2 separate regions of the Anas platyrhynchos genome follow, and region 1 is linked to region 2. The links are chromatin contacts, called in public Hi-C maps. All regions are on one chromosome and are shown on one strand. Each heading gives the region's core, a stretch centred on a gene start, on an enhancer-like site or on the middle of the called end of the contact. The rest is flanking DNA. Distances are from core to core; before and after follow the strand shown. Region 1 holds the start of CAB39L (calcium binding protein 39 like). Region 2 overlaps FNDC3A (fibronectin type III domain containing 3A).

Evidence for each region. A called contact is a pair of places that touch in the nucleus more often than the background predicts.
Region 1: a Hi-C map of skeletal muscle shows a contact between it and region 2, with 2.2 times the contacts expected there. The contact joins the promoter of CAB39L here to the enhancer-like site in region 2. A contact is called at or near these places in 3 of 8 Hi-C or Micro-C datasets (liver, skeletal muscle and subcutaneous adipose tissue).

The regions. Positions count from the first base shown.
Region 1 is chr1:178,599,139-178,605,554 of IASCAAS_PekinDuck_T2T, forward strand. It overlaps CAB39L (calcium binding protein 39 like), which reads right to left and starts at 2,095. Exons shown (of 10, transcript XM_072032562.1): 1 at 1,956-2,095. SETDB2 (SET domain bifurcated histone lysine methyltransferase 2) reads left to right here and starts at 4,626. Exons shown (of 23, transcript XM_072033089.1): 1 at 4,626-4,961; 2 at 5,056-5,115. The coding sequence starts at 4,652.
Region 2 is chr1:178,468,060-178,474,399 of IASCAAS_PekinDuck_T2T, forward strand. FNDC3A (fibronectin type III domain containing 3A) reads left to right here. Exons shown (of 26, transcript XM_038173524.2): 7 at 134-192. Among named protein-coding and RNA genes, the nearest start is that of MLNR, 37 kb to the right of the region's middle. Within about 2 kb of position 1,597, at least 1 of the 8 cell types and tissues checked has an H3K27ac peak or open chromatin away from gene starts, as enhancers often do.

The sequences.
Region 1 (6,416 bases), core at 845-3,344, 130 kb after region 2:
GAGCTAACCTATCAATCACTTGGCATCACAAAGACAGCTTACAACTTACTCTTTACTTTGCTTTAAAAAAGCAAAGGCAAAACAAACGTTGTGGTGCACCCTCTAATACATCTTTGAATAGTGTGAACACTGCAAATTCACTATATCTGGAAGATTGCTTAGAAAATTTTGTCTGCTACATCCTAACGAAAATATTTTGTGCACATACTTTAACTTGCATGCAAACCCACAAAGGCAATCGGTAGGGTCAGAATATTTTACAACCACTAGCTTTACTTTAGAAAATAGCAGTGAAAACTTGTTTCAGATAAATATATAGTTATCTTCTCATAAAGAAATGAAGATAAAAAGATTTTGGGGCCTCCACTTATTTTAGAATCCTTTCATGTACATCTACAGCCTGGTTTCCAATGACTGCAGGCCCTTTCAATTCAAGCACAACCATAACCACAGGCTCTCAGGGCTCTTCAGTCATCCTGGTCACTGAAAATTGGAGAACACGGTTTTAGACCTCACGTCTTGATTAAGGAATTGTAAGGGGGCACAGCAAAGGCAACGCACGCTGCTTGATTTCATCCGGCATTATCTAATATTTAAACCAGTCCCTTATTACTGCGTTCACACAACTATCTGGAATCAATGTTGGCAGTTCATACTGAGACTCTAAAACAGAAATATAGCTAAAAAAGAACACATTCCTACTACATAAACAGCCCATAAAGATGAAATCCATTACATTACCAGTGTCCAAATGCAGACCTTGAAGGATATGCCAGCTAGTGGATGGTTAAGAATTTCAGCAGATTGGGCCAGGCTCCAAAATCCTCAAACTAGTTGGTAATTAACAGACATCTAGGTCCTCCACATGAAAGAAGGCTATTGTTTAAATGGTGACACAATTTTTTCCTTTCCGTTTCATAGCCAGTCTCTGTGTTTTAAGATTCCCTTAGGACAGTAACAGTCTATGATTTGAGAAGTTCCACTTTTCAAATAGACAGTTTTTCTGACTTTTAATCGTCAAGAATGAGAATATCCTTAGAACACAGGTAGAACAAAATAATTTTACAGGCTTGGTGGCTTCTCTGAGACTCTACTCTGACTTTTCTTTGGTTAAATAGTTGGAAAAATTAATATCCAGATAACCTAATAATATGTAAAACCTAAGGTATCTACAAAAGCAACAGGTACAAAACGTAGCCCTATGTGCCTGTAAACAGTCTGCAATAAGTCCAATTAGTAAGCAAAGTACTTGCAAAGAATATTAGTATACATCTCCATAAATAATGATGTGTTACAGCCAGACTTCTAGGATTAGCTGAAGGATGCTCCACTGAACATGTTTTGTGAAGAAGCAATGATCCGCATAAAATTATGATCTGCTCTGTGATTCGTTATCTTTGCCAAAATGGATTAGATGGGTAAAAAATAAAGGACCACACATAATCCAGATTTAAACTAATCGATGTAGTAGAAGAGAATGCTATGTTAAAGTTACATTTTGAAAGAATGAGGTGTGGTTATCTATAGTTATCTATAAGGGAGCAAGTTAAATCACAAAGGATAACAGGAGGATGTAGCAGAGGAGCAGGTAATAACACTCAACTGATACGAAAATACTTTAAGAAAAGCATCATGAAAACAGAGACAATCCAGATGGAAAAGGCCAAAAAAAGTAAATGAGAATTATGAAACATAAAACCATCCCTGAAGAACTGGAAGAAATGGTTCATTTTGGGCCAACTTCATCTCCTCCCATTCAAAGGAGCCCTTTATGGTCTGCCTGCCTATGCAATCACTCATCTTACTTCCCTAAATATGTCAAGAACTACGTAACACAGAAGTGAAATTAAGCAGCTCAACAAATTATACCATTCACTTGCGGAGTCAACCCTTTCATTATCATCTTAACAAAAGCGTTAAGAAGCGCCCAAGCACATGGAACAGGCTGTCCTCACCTTTACATGCAGTTAGTCCGTCCAGGTGGAGGCTGTAAAAGCTGGTGGCAGAGTCCCCAGAAGCTTATGCTGCTGCTAGAGGAGTGCTGTGGGCAAGTCTCCAGGATGTCAGATCAGCATCACTTGTGAGCTTCTGCCACCTAAAAAGTTTGGGAAGAACTGAGCTTACCTGCTCAGCAGTAGGATTTGCTGCTGTGTTGTAGAATTAACTTACAGCCCTAGATGAAAGAGAAAATGAGGGAATTCAGATTACTTCACAAAATCGCCTCCTTATAGTCTTAAAGCCAGGCATATTTCTATTGCCTTTTGCATCGACTAAGATGCATATTGTGTGACTAATTTCTCATTTGTCTGAGAAGTATGCAGTCGTGCTTCTGAATTCTGTCACTCCCAATTGCTAGTTAAAAGCTTTTGAGTGCTGCTAGCGCTTTATAGGGAGTAACACCGATAACAGCATCGTATCTTCACACATAACTGACAGGTATTGGGCAAAAGAGCCCATCGTGGCAGATGGAATAACCTCTAGCAGATTGCTCAGAGCAAAGGGAATGCTTTTCTTAGCATTGTGTTATAACTCCATTGAGTTATTTTACTTGCTTCCAACTAAAATTATGCCCAGATTTCTAATACTTGCATTTCAATGAGTGATATCTGAATAAACCCTTGAGCTTATCTGCTGCTGGTGACTGTGAAGCATATGGCAACTATGTCATCATAAAAAAAACATTAACTTCCTAAGCACATCAGGCAAGCAGACATGTATAGTCCTGCTAGCCAAGCACAAATATGATTATTTAATAACACTCATTGTTTATGAGATTGCTGTACCATCCCCATTTTGCTGATTAATGCTCACCGCAGTTTCAAAACATGTATACAAACATTAGAGGCCATTTCGGAGACACTTATGTAAGGAAGGAAAACTTTATGAGGAAATCATCTTTTAAAATAACTTGTCATTAACACAACTGCTATGACGCTTGGCTTCATATTCTCTGCATTTGTTGTATTCCTCACATACAATTCGTAATGCCGCAAGTGTTTCGTAACATTCAGTAGTCACTCGGCCATGTATGTGCATCAATAATTCAGTAAAATAAAATTAATCTGCAATCATCAGCTTGTAAGGCAGTATACCCCAGGAGCAAGGAAAGCCTTTGCTTGCCTAAAGCCTAAATTTTAGAACAAACTATTACAGGGCAGAAATCTCTCTTTTCAAAATGTCTACAACTATTTTTATTTGGAGATCCATCAGCACACTAGCAATGCTGAGCCACCCTGTTCCCAAAAAATGTTTTTGTTAGTTGTCTCATTTCTCTCTGCAGAGCTACACAGCACTCATGGGCTCATCGGGGAACTTCAAACACAGCCACAGATGCAGGCATGCCTGTGTAAACATTTAAGAGGTTTTACAGAAGTACAAAGCAGATGCTGAACATCAAAATCTTCTGGAGGATCCCGAATCTTAACTAGAGCGCCAAGTCACATAAACAGAGCATTCCGCACAGACAACTTAGGTTTCTATTCTCTACCCCAATACTTTTAATAATATCCACGGGACTGGATGTACTTTGACAGGGATTTGAACATGATAAGTTCAGTTCTGTAATTTAAAAGTGGTGACCAGAAAAAAAAAAGGTAAGAAAAAGTGGTGGTGGCCTTTCACTAGCACATGTTCAGCACTTAAACAACAAAAATAAATAAAAGAACCACAACCACAGCTCTTAAAAAATAAAAAATATGGAATGAAAAAGAAAGAAATGGATAATTATAGCCTCTGTAAAAATAAAAACAAACTTGCATTGCCACAATGCAAATACATTCAGGGCAACGCAAGCTTCTGAATTTGGTTGCTCTGCATCAAAACGGTATCGATGAGGAAACAGCAACAACCAACAATGGCAAACAACAGGGGCCAGCAGTAAAATAACGCAGTCATTAACCAAATCTCTTAATTTATTATCTGGGCTGGAAGTAAAAGCTCAACACCCCCCCCCCCGCCCCCCCATAGGCACCCTGCACATCCCGGGCAAGCCACGCCCACACCCAAGATGGCGGCCGCACCTCCCGCCTCTACCCCCCTCTTTCCGCCCTCTCCTGTAGCGCGGTCCCCATTGGCCGAGGCCGGCTGCGCGCACGCGCAGTAGCGAGAAGGCGTCACCTCAGCGCTCTCCTTCCGCCATTACGGGAGGGGGGCGCCCCCTGGCGGGCGCGGGCGGGACGGGACGGGACGGGACGGCTGAGGGGAAGGAGGAGGAGGATGAGGAGGGGGAGGAGGAAGAGGAAGGCGCCGGCATCGCTTCGGGCTCTGAGGGGGTTTGTGCCAGCGGAGCAGCGCTGTGAGCTCTCCCAGCCCTAACGATTCTATGGTCTGCTCCTGTGCCAGCCTTCGGCTGCCCCCCGCAGGAGGAGGAGGAGGAGGAGGAGGAGGGGAGGAAGGCTCGAGCAGCCCCAGCGGGCGCGAGGCGGCAGAAGTAAGCCTTAAATCCACAAACGCGGGCTCCCACAGCCCCTGGGCACGGCCCGTGAGGAGAAACACGGCGCCTTCTGCGGTGGTACAGCTGCAGAGACAACATTAATTAAAAAAAAAAAAATAAAACGAAACGTGAGCTAAGGGGACGCAGATGGGTTTTAGGTTGAGCTGAAGGTGTTGGATCGTGTGGGCCGCCTCATGGCAGCTTGGTGTTTGAGGGGTGATGAGTTTAAAAAAAAAACAAAGAAATGGGCCTCGCCGCTTATTTCCTGTGAATGTGCTTCTGCTAGGCTGTGGTGCGTGGCTTTGGGAGCGGGGAGGCTGTGCCACCACAGGATGGGTGCCCAGGGAGGTGGGGGAGGCACCGTCCCTGGGGGGTGTGCAAGGAGAGGCTGGACGTGGTGCTTGGGGACGTGGTTTGGTGGGTGACACTGGTGGCAGGGGATGGTTGGACCAGGTGATCTTGGAGGGCTTTTTCCAACCTTTATGCTTCTCTAATCCTTTCTCCCACAGTGTTCTCACTGTTTCCCGCTGTAGGTATCCGCTTGGATAACTTTTGAAAAAGTACCGACAAATGTTTTCATTTCTTATCTGAGCTCTCATGTGTCCATTCTGCACCTCTTGCAGTGCTGTTCAACTGCCTTGAAGAGGAGAATCATACCAGTGCCAGGGAAGAGACAAATGAAGGTAGTGTAATTGCGGCTTATGGAGAGAAAGGGGGAGGTGGAATATATTTAGCACCACTTCTAGTATGAAAATGGTATGTGGGTAACAACACTTTTGCCTTTCATGGTATATAAATAAGATGCGTGTGAGTCCTACAGGTAATTCATAGGGAATATTCACCCAAGTATTTTTCTGGTAGCTGGCATAAGGAGCCCTGGCTTTGGCTTCTGTTTTCCTGCTCTAACATCTAGCTGCTCCCACACAATGCTGGGGAAAAAAAAAAAAAGCCACGAAAATCCTATAGAGGGGAAAAGAAAATCCATCTAGAAACACTCTAAGTCAGCTTTGGAAGTGTTGCCACCAGATGTCAGTGCACACCCTGAGTCACCAGCTGGTGAGACCAGTTTGAAGGCTGACAAAGCAAACCCATCCTGTGTATGGTTGTTCCCTGTCCTTCTAAATGGCGTGGACATCTTTTATTATTATTATTTTTTATGTTTTTGTGAAAACTATACCATGAGCTTCACATGCGATGTCTCCATGCAAAGCCAAGTTTTTGCTGCTGGAGTTTCAGAGCACTTTGAAGAGAAAGCAGAGCACTTTTGAGAGCCCTTTTCCAGAGCATTTCCAAGGTGAATGACTTGAGCATGACGTGTAGTAGTGGTACAGGCTGTTTGCTGTTGGCCTACACAAGATGAGAACTGGTCCAGAAATGAAGGACTCTGTTCTGTCACCCATCCTCTGAAGTGCTCTGCCCACCAGTGCGATCCAGATACGATAACAATATTGCAGTGTCTGAAAACAGATAAGACATAATGGCAGCGGTTTTAATTTGCAATGGTGGAACTTTTTACTGGCATTTTACTGGCATTTCTGAATGTGTTTGTTGTTTTTTTTTTTTTTTTAACAGGGGTATTACGTACACTTGTTTCTCAGGACTTTAAATTTGTGATACTGTTGTGCATGGCAAAAGGGTGGGAATGGCCCAGGGCGCGCTTTGGTTCTTGGAGCAGTAAAGTGGGATTCCAAGAAGCACTGTGGCCTTTTTCCTAGTGAGACTTTGCTCTTTCCACTTTTTTTTAGTGAATATAAAAACTTGCTAAATAGTGTTGAGAGGTAGTGCCAGATCAGTCATTTTACAAATCAAGTATTTTGTATGTTCCTGATTATATTTAATGTTAAGCTTTTAATTGCTGTTGACATCAGCAGCTGGTGGCTGCTGACAGAAGATTGTTACTTTATTGGCTTTGTCTTGATGCTTCTGAGGGTAACCACTGGCTCTCTACTGACATAGTGTTGCTCAGTTCCTGTTATACTTTGCA
Region 2 (6,340 bases), core at 347-2,846:
AAGCTGGCATGGCGTTGTGGTTTATACATGCTGTAATCTATATGCAATTGTTGAATTTGAAGAGCTATTTCAATGTAAAGTCACTGAACAGTGATTCATGGGCACTTTGTTTGCTTTGATTTTGTTTTTTAAGAAAAGGATGAAGAAACAAAAGCACTTGAAGCACTTCTTTCTAATATAGCCAAGCCAGTGGTAAGTGATTGCAGCTTTCCATAAAAGCAGTGTATCTGTTGCTATTTTATACGTTTATACCCCCTTTCTCTAAGTTCAATTCTTCAATTTCCAGCAGTAATGAAAACTCACTTAACTTTCATTCACTGAAATGCAAATGACCAAAGTTATTTTTAATTTATTAACATTTATGAAGCTAAAATTGTCCTAATACTTACTGTGCGGAATTCTTTTCATTGCATTCATTCCTCAGGTATTTATATTCACGGATTAGATCTGCCACAAGCCTTGTCTTCTCCAAGCAGAACAATCCCAGCTCTTGCAGTCAGGCTCTTTTCAGTGGTGCCCAGTGACAGAATAAAAGGCAGTGGTCACAAACTGAGGCTGTGAACATCAGCAAGCATTTAGGATCATAGAAACCTTTATGTTGGAAAAGACCTCTAAGATCATCAAGTCCAACCCTTAACCTAGCCAAATCTGCCACTAAACTACTTCTGTTCTGTGAGAGGTCCCTTCCCACCTCTGCCATTCTGCGATTCTGTGGTGCTGAGCAGGCAGACCTAACTGCTTGGGATCCTGCTGTGTCCAAGCATCAGAACGTGATAACGTATTGTCAGTGCCCCTGTCGTGGAGGTAGAAATTGAATCAAATCTCGTAAGAAAGGGTTGAGAGAAATGAAATGCAGAAATAGAGAGGAGTATCCTAGCTGCTTCTGGGGTGCAGGTGGTAGCTGTGGCAGTAAAGATCAGTAGCTCTGAATGGGATGTTCCTGGAGACCAGAGCTGGTGAAAGGGCCATAAAAAGATTTTTAGGTGAAGAAAGTGGGACTGGAAAGAAAGCTTATGAAGATTAAGGTGTGGTGGAGAAAAGAAGTGAAGAGCAGAGACAGTTCCTGGCAAGGAGCACAGGTCCAAAGGACAATCAAGACTGAGGGATCCTGAAATAGATGAGGAGTCCGAGATGGGAAAATGAGGCCAGGAGCAAATAGAGCAGTGTATGAACTACTGAGAGAACAACTGTCTGTTCTGTTTATTATTTTTGCTTCTAGTAAGACTGAGAGTGGTGGGTGAAATGGGCAGTAGTAGCAAGAGGCTGAAACTGCCTGAGAAAGATGATTTGTGAGGTTAGGGCACCGGAACTTCAGTGGGAGATAAAGGGGAGAAATTGGGTATGGAGTAAATGAGTACAGACTGGAATGAAGAACCAGTGGTTAGGGCCAAACTTCAAGAAGCGGGAGAAAAAAGGGTCAGGAAGGATTACAGCTGTGAGAAGTGAACCTAAGGCCGTATCTGACACCATCAAGCCTTACCCAGGAGCTTGGGTGTAATCCAGCTTTCCTAAATCTCCTCAGCCTTTTGACAGCAAGTACTCGTGAGACCTGCCAGCAGAGGTTTTGTTTTGCAGCCTGTTATTTCACTACTCAGCTGTGCATTTCATCTCCACGGATGGTACTAAACACCTACTACTATCGCAGTTTTAGATCGAGCAGCAGGGATTGTGCAGGGTTCCCGGGTTGCTGTTGCACATCGCACTGTAGGAAGACAGGCATCAAAATAGCATTAGAAAAATTAGATTCCCTTTTCAAAGTGAAGCAGTGAAGATTTAGTGCTAATGCTGGCCCATTGTGTGCGAGATTAAAATAGCCTTTTTTTTTCTTTTTTTTTTAAACACAACGACATGGTGTTTTTTCTGTATGGTGCCTTTTCTCTATGGTGAAGATTACTTCACTGCACGAAGTAATCTGCTTTGCGAATGGATCAGTCCTTTGCCCCTGGTCAGGGCATCCAAGTCTGGGATGTCAGCAGTGGCTACACTGGCACGGGGAGTGGCAACTGAGCATCCTAGGTGGTCAGGGAGACTGTGAGAAGTAGAATCAACAGATGGTGACTTCTACTGTGTTGTAGAGGACATACAAAAAAGCAATAGGGTTCCAGTACACCCCTGTCTTGTTTCCCTTTGCTTCCTTCTGCTTGCAGCACTCAACCAACCATCCATGGCTTATAGGCAAGTCTAAGTTTCACCATTTCCCCTCCCCACCATGACCTGTCTTGAATTTCACTGCTTGTAGCTGAGTGCCTGCAAGTGCTGTCTTTGCAGCCCTCAGAAAACATCACAGCCTAGGCAGTGGTAGTTTGCCACAAAGCAAACAGTGCAGAAGGCAAAAAGCCAGGCTTCCAGCACTTGGAGAGGCTTACAGGGAACATCAGGGCTGCGGGTGGGTGGAAGACTAGCTGATGTTGCAGCTTTGGGGAGTGGGATCTGATGAGAGCAAGGGAGACTGGATAGTTTGCTGAGGCTTTGCATGATCAGAAGCAAGCCTCACACCGTTTCTCCAAGGAAATATTATCCTCACCCTCCCACAAGTGAACCAGGAGATTATTTTTTCACACCTTCTTTTTGTAGGTCTCATCAGAAGTATTTCTACAGGGTTTGGGTTAATACTTTGCTTGAAGCACTGTATTTAGGGATTCTTGGTGGATCATCAGCTCCTGTTTTCTGGATGAACTTCAGTGCCAGCACAGCGAGTACTGGCTGTTGGACCAGCCAGTACAAGAAGTACAGTTTGCTGCACCAGCCATCACATCTGCCTCCTTTGCTGTTTGGTTAATAGAAGAGGAGACAAGGGGACCTGAAAAGGCAAAAAGCAAAGTGAAGAATGGAGCTGAAGGCTGGGGATTTAATGACAAGAAGGGACAGGGACTCAGAGTTCTCAGAGTCTGAGGACTGGTTGTATGGCATTGTAAAGCCCTGGGGAGTACATCATGTTTTGTAGCTCATGCATGTTGTGTATGCTTCAGGGCTTTTAGAACATGATGCAGCTTACTCACCAGTTAAGTACCTTATGTCACTGAATGCAATCCAGCTTGCACATATTAAAACTGCCTTTTTTTTTTTTTTGACCCAAATGGCACGTGGTTAATAAGGAGATTATTTTTGTAAGGTGCACTGCTAGTGAAGACATGCCACCTCTTAATTTCCTCAGCGCCTAGGGCCCGAGTCAAGTGGTGTAATCTGCTTTGAAGAAGCGCAGTGCGCAGAGCTGCAACCACAATCAACTGCAGCTGCTGAATAAGTGCACGAAGTAATAAGTAATGCCAAGTTTTCTGAAAAAATCCCTCCTCAGTGTCTCAGATCGGTCACAGCGGATTCTTCTGATCTTAATCTTTGTTCTTCAAAAATATTTTTTTCCTCCACATATCACTGTGATATTTGAAAATCCACTAGTGTTTTGTGCTGGAGAACCGATGGGAATTTCTGAAACTTGAGTGATTCCTCAGTAAAGCTCTGGCTACTGTTCAGAAAGTCAAGTATTGGGATATTATTGATATTGATCATTGAGGATAAACAATACCAAATAATTACTTGTTCAGTAATGACTGTCATATGCATACTTAACTTGAAGGTGGAGCAATCGTCTGTGCTGATGTAACTAAGACTACCATAGTGGATATACACAATAGGGAACTCTTTTTCATAGGGTATCTTCATTTTAGCCATTACTAATCTTTTGATACTTTGCTTTTGTCCCTTATTGATGTTCTTGAGCAAAATGTATATGACATAATCTGGACCTAGTCTTGTCTTTGTCTTTAAAAATCATTCTCCCAGCTACAAGTTGAACCTGAAAAGAATCTAATGTTTTGTAAATCAGTTGTAAAGGACTTAAGTTATATTCTGTTGTATGTGCTTGCAACTGTGATTTATCTATTTTTTAGCAGCTGAGTGGTTGAAAATACTCACACACCTATATGAGTTGACTGAAAAGCTCCAGAACTTATGAAATATTTAGCATCAAAAGGCGTATGGTCCAGAAGAAAAACCGCATTGTTGCTCAGTCCTACTCTTACTGCTTCTCTCTTTGTCTGATCAGTGACCCCTCATGCACAAGCTATAGTTCAGGGGACTTTACACTCCACCACCCCGATTCTTTGGGGTTGCAGGAAAGAAAAGAGCAGCTTCCATGGGATTCAGGTGTTGGATAGGGTTGGAAGTTACTTCCAGTATTTGTCCCTGGCAAAGTGTTGCTCCTTGTGTTTCATTTCTCTGCCTTAGAGTTGCTCAGGTACGTGCTTCTTACACTTGTTCCATGAGAAGTTCACTCCCCAGTGCTCCCCAATGCTTATTAGTTTAGGCTTGGCTTCTTGCCACTGCTTGGTTTGACACAAGTGTGTCACTGAAGGGGAACCACTGGTTTAACGTGACCACCTGGTTTGTTGTAGGCCATTTGGTTTCACTGGGCACCATCTGCTGGACCCAGAGCTTTTGCTGCAGGGTGTTAATTTTCTAGTCCAGCTACAGTGGTACATAGGGTGGAAAGAGATTTCTGCTGCATTGCAAGTACAGGGCAGAAATAACCGCTAAATGCTTCTTGCTTTCCTGCATTGTGCTTTATAGTTTGAACTTCTACATCCAGCAGTAGTAGACCAGTGCCTGACTTGGAGTTTTCCTCATATTTTTTTCTAATATCTTTTGTCTTTAATCGTGTTAGCTCTTTTTTTGCTTCATTTGGAATTTTTTTATAGCTTTTTTTATTACACTGCAGCTTTCCGTGCATCTTTAGGATATCCTTAATTCCCAGCTTCTGCAAATACCTTTCACTTTGCATTTCTGCATGTTGAATCACACTAACTCTTACTTTTTAAGCTTTGGCAAATTGGCCACAGCAAAGCTTCAGATCTTCATAATATTGTTTAGTCACATATGCTGTTTACACAGAGTAAAACGACCAGAACAACCTACGTAGTCACTGATTTTTAGCTGGGTACATAACACAGTAACTCTAACACAATGAAACAATATTAACAGTTGTCATCTATTATATTAGAAGTCTTATGGAAGTTCTTGCTTACATGAGTTCACCAGTAAACATTGTCCTGGGGGAATAACTAAAGATAATTCTTCCAGCCAGACACTTAAAGAACATTTCGTCCTGTTCTCTGTTGACTTTTGTTGCTATATAACAGATTTCCACTCTGCTCCAGGTTTAATTTTACTATTCAAAGTTCTGTCAGTTGTCTATTACTCTGCAGTGTTGTCTTTGATGTCCCACCCTTCCTGTTCTTTCTGTAGTGAGCAGCTGAAACCTCTAATGTTTAAATGTTCCAATAAGATGTAACACCAGCCCTCATTTATACCAACCATTTTGACTTGTCCTGTGTAAAAGAAGACAGATACACTGAGATGTTTGAAGAGAAATGTAATCTGAAGTGTGTAAGGCACTACTAAAGCATCAGATGAAGTGTTACGTACTGTTCTGGGCAATGCACTGAAGATAAGGGAGCAGGAGGAGGTAATCAACAAGGAGAGTGAAAATGATCAGATTTAGGCAGGTGAGGGGAGACACATCATAAGTCTTCAGATATATAAGAAACAATTGCTGAAAAGGGGAGATCTCCTGTTCAAATCCATGGTGGCTAGGGTAAGTAGGTTTAGTTGGTAAAAGGAAAGACAATGCCTGGACATCAGGAAAAAAAATTGTTACCAATAAGCCATTTCCTCTGTTTCGTTCTTGAAGTTGACCCAGTCAGGTTAAGAGCACCAGTGGTGAAAATAGCATTTTGATTCTCATAGTCTAGTAATAGATTTCCAAAAGCAATTATTCAAAAAAAAAATAAATCTATATATCACAGCGATAGTGTGAAACTAGTCATTTCACATAATGTGTTGTCAATTCTTTTGAAATGATTGGAAACAGTAGGCAGACACAACATACAAACCACAGCAGTAGATGTGCAATATTCATACATACAGATTTCTAAGCATCATCCTTCAGTAAAAAATCCTAAAAATTGTAACCACACATACATACCTGTAGAATTAAGAACATTCCCCAGCCCCTTGCAGCATGTGTGGGCTGCAGACCCTGTTCTTCCAGGAGTATGGGGTGATATGGTTATGCAAAGGGTGGTCTATGCAGGCACTGCCACAGGAATTCTTTGGGATTTTGTAGGACATATATGCACTTAGTGAGCCTGCCTTCTGTGTGAGCACCCAAACCCAATGCACATTATGAGATGCATTCTAGTATTCCCTTTACTAACAGAGTACACAATATTATCCCTGTTCATATCATGATCAATAAATATTTGCTGGGGTAGTTGACCAAAGAGATTGTAATCTTAGGATAAGGTTGTTGAGAGTTTACCTGTTACAGTAATGCCCATCATTT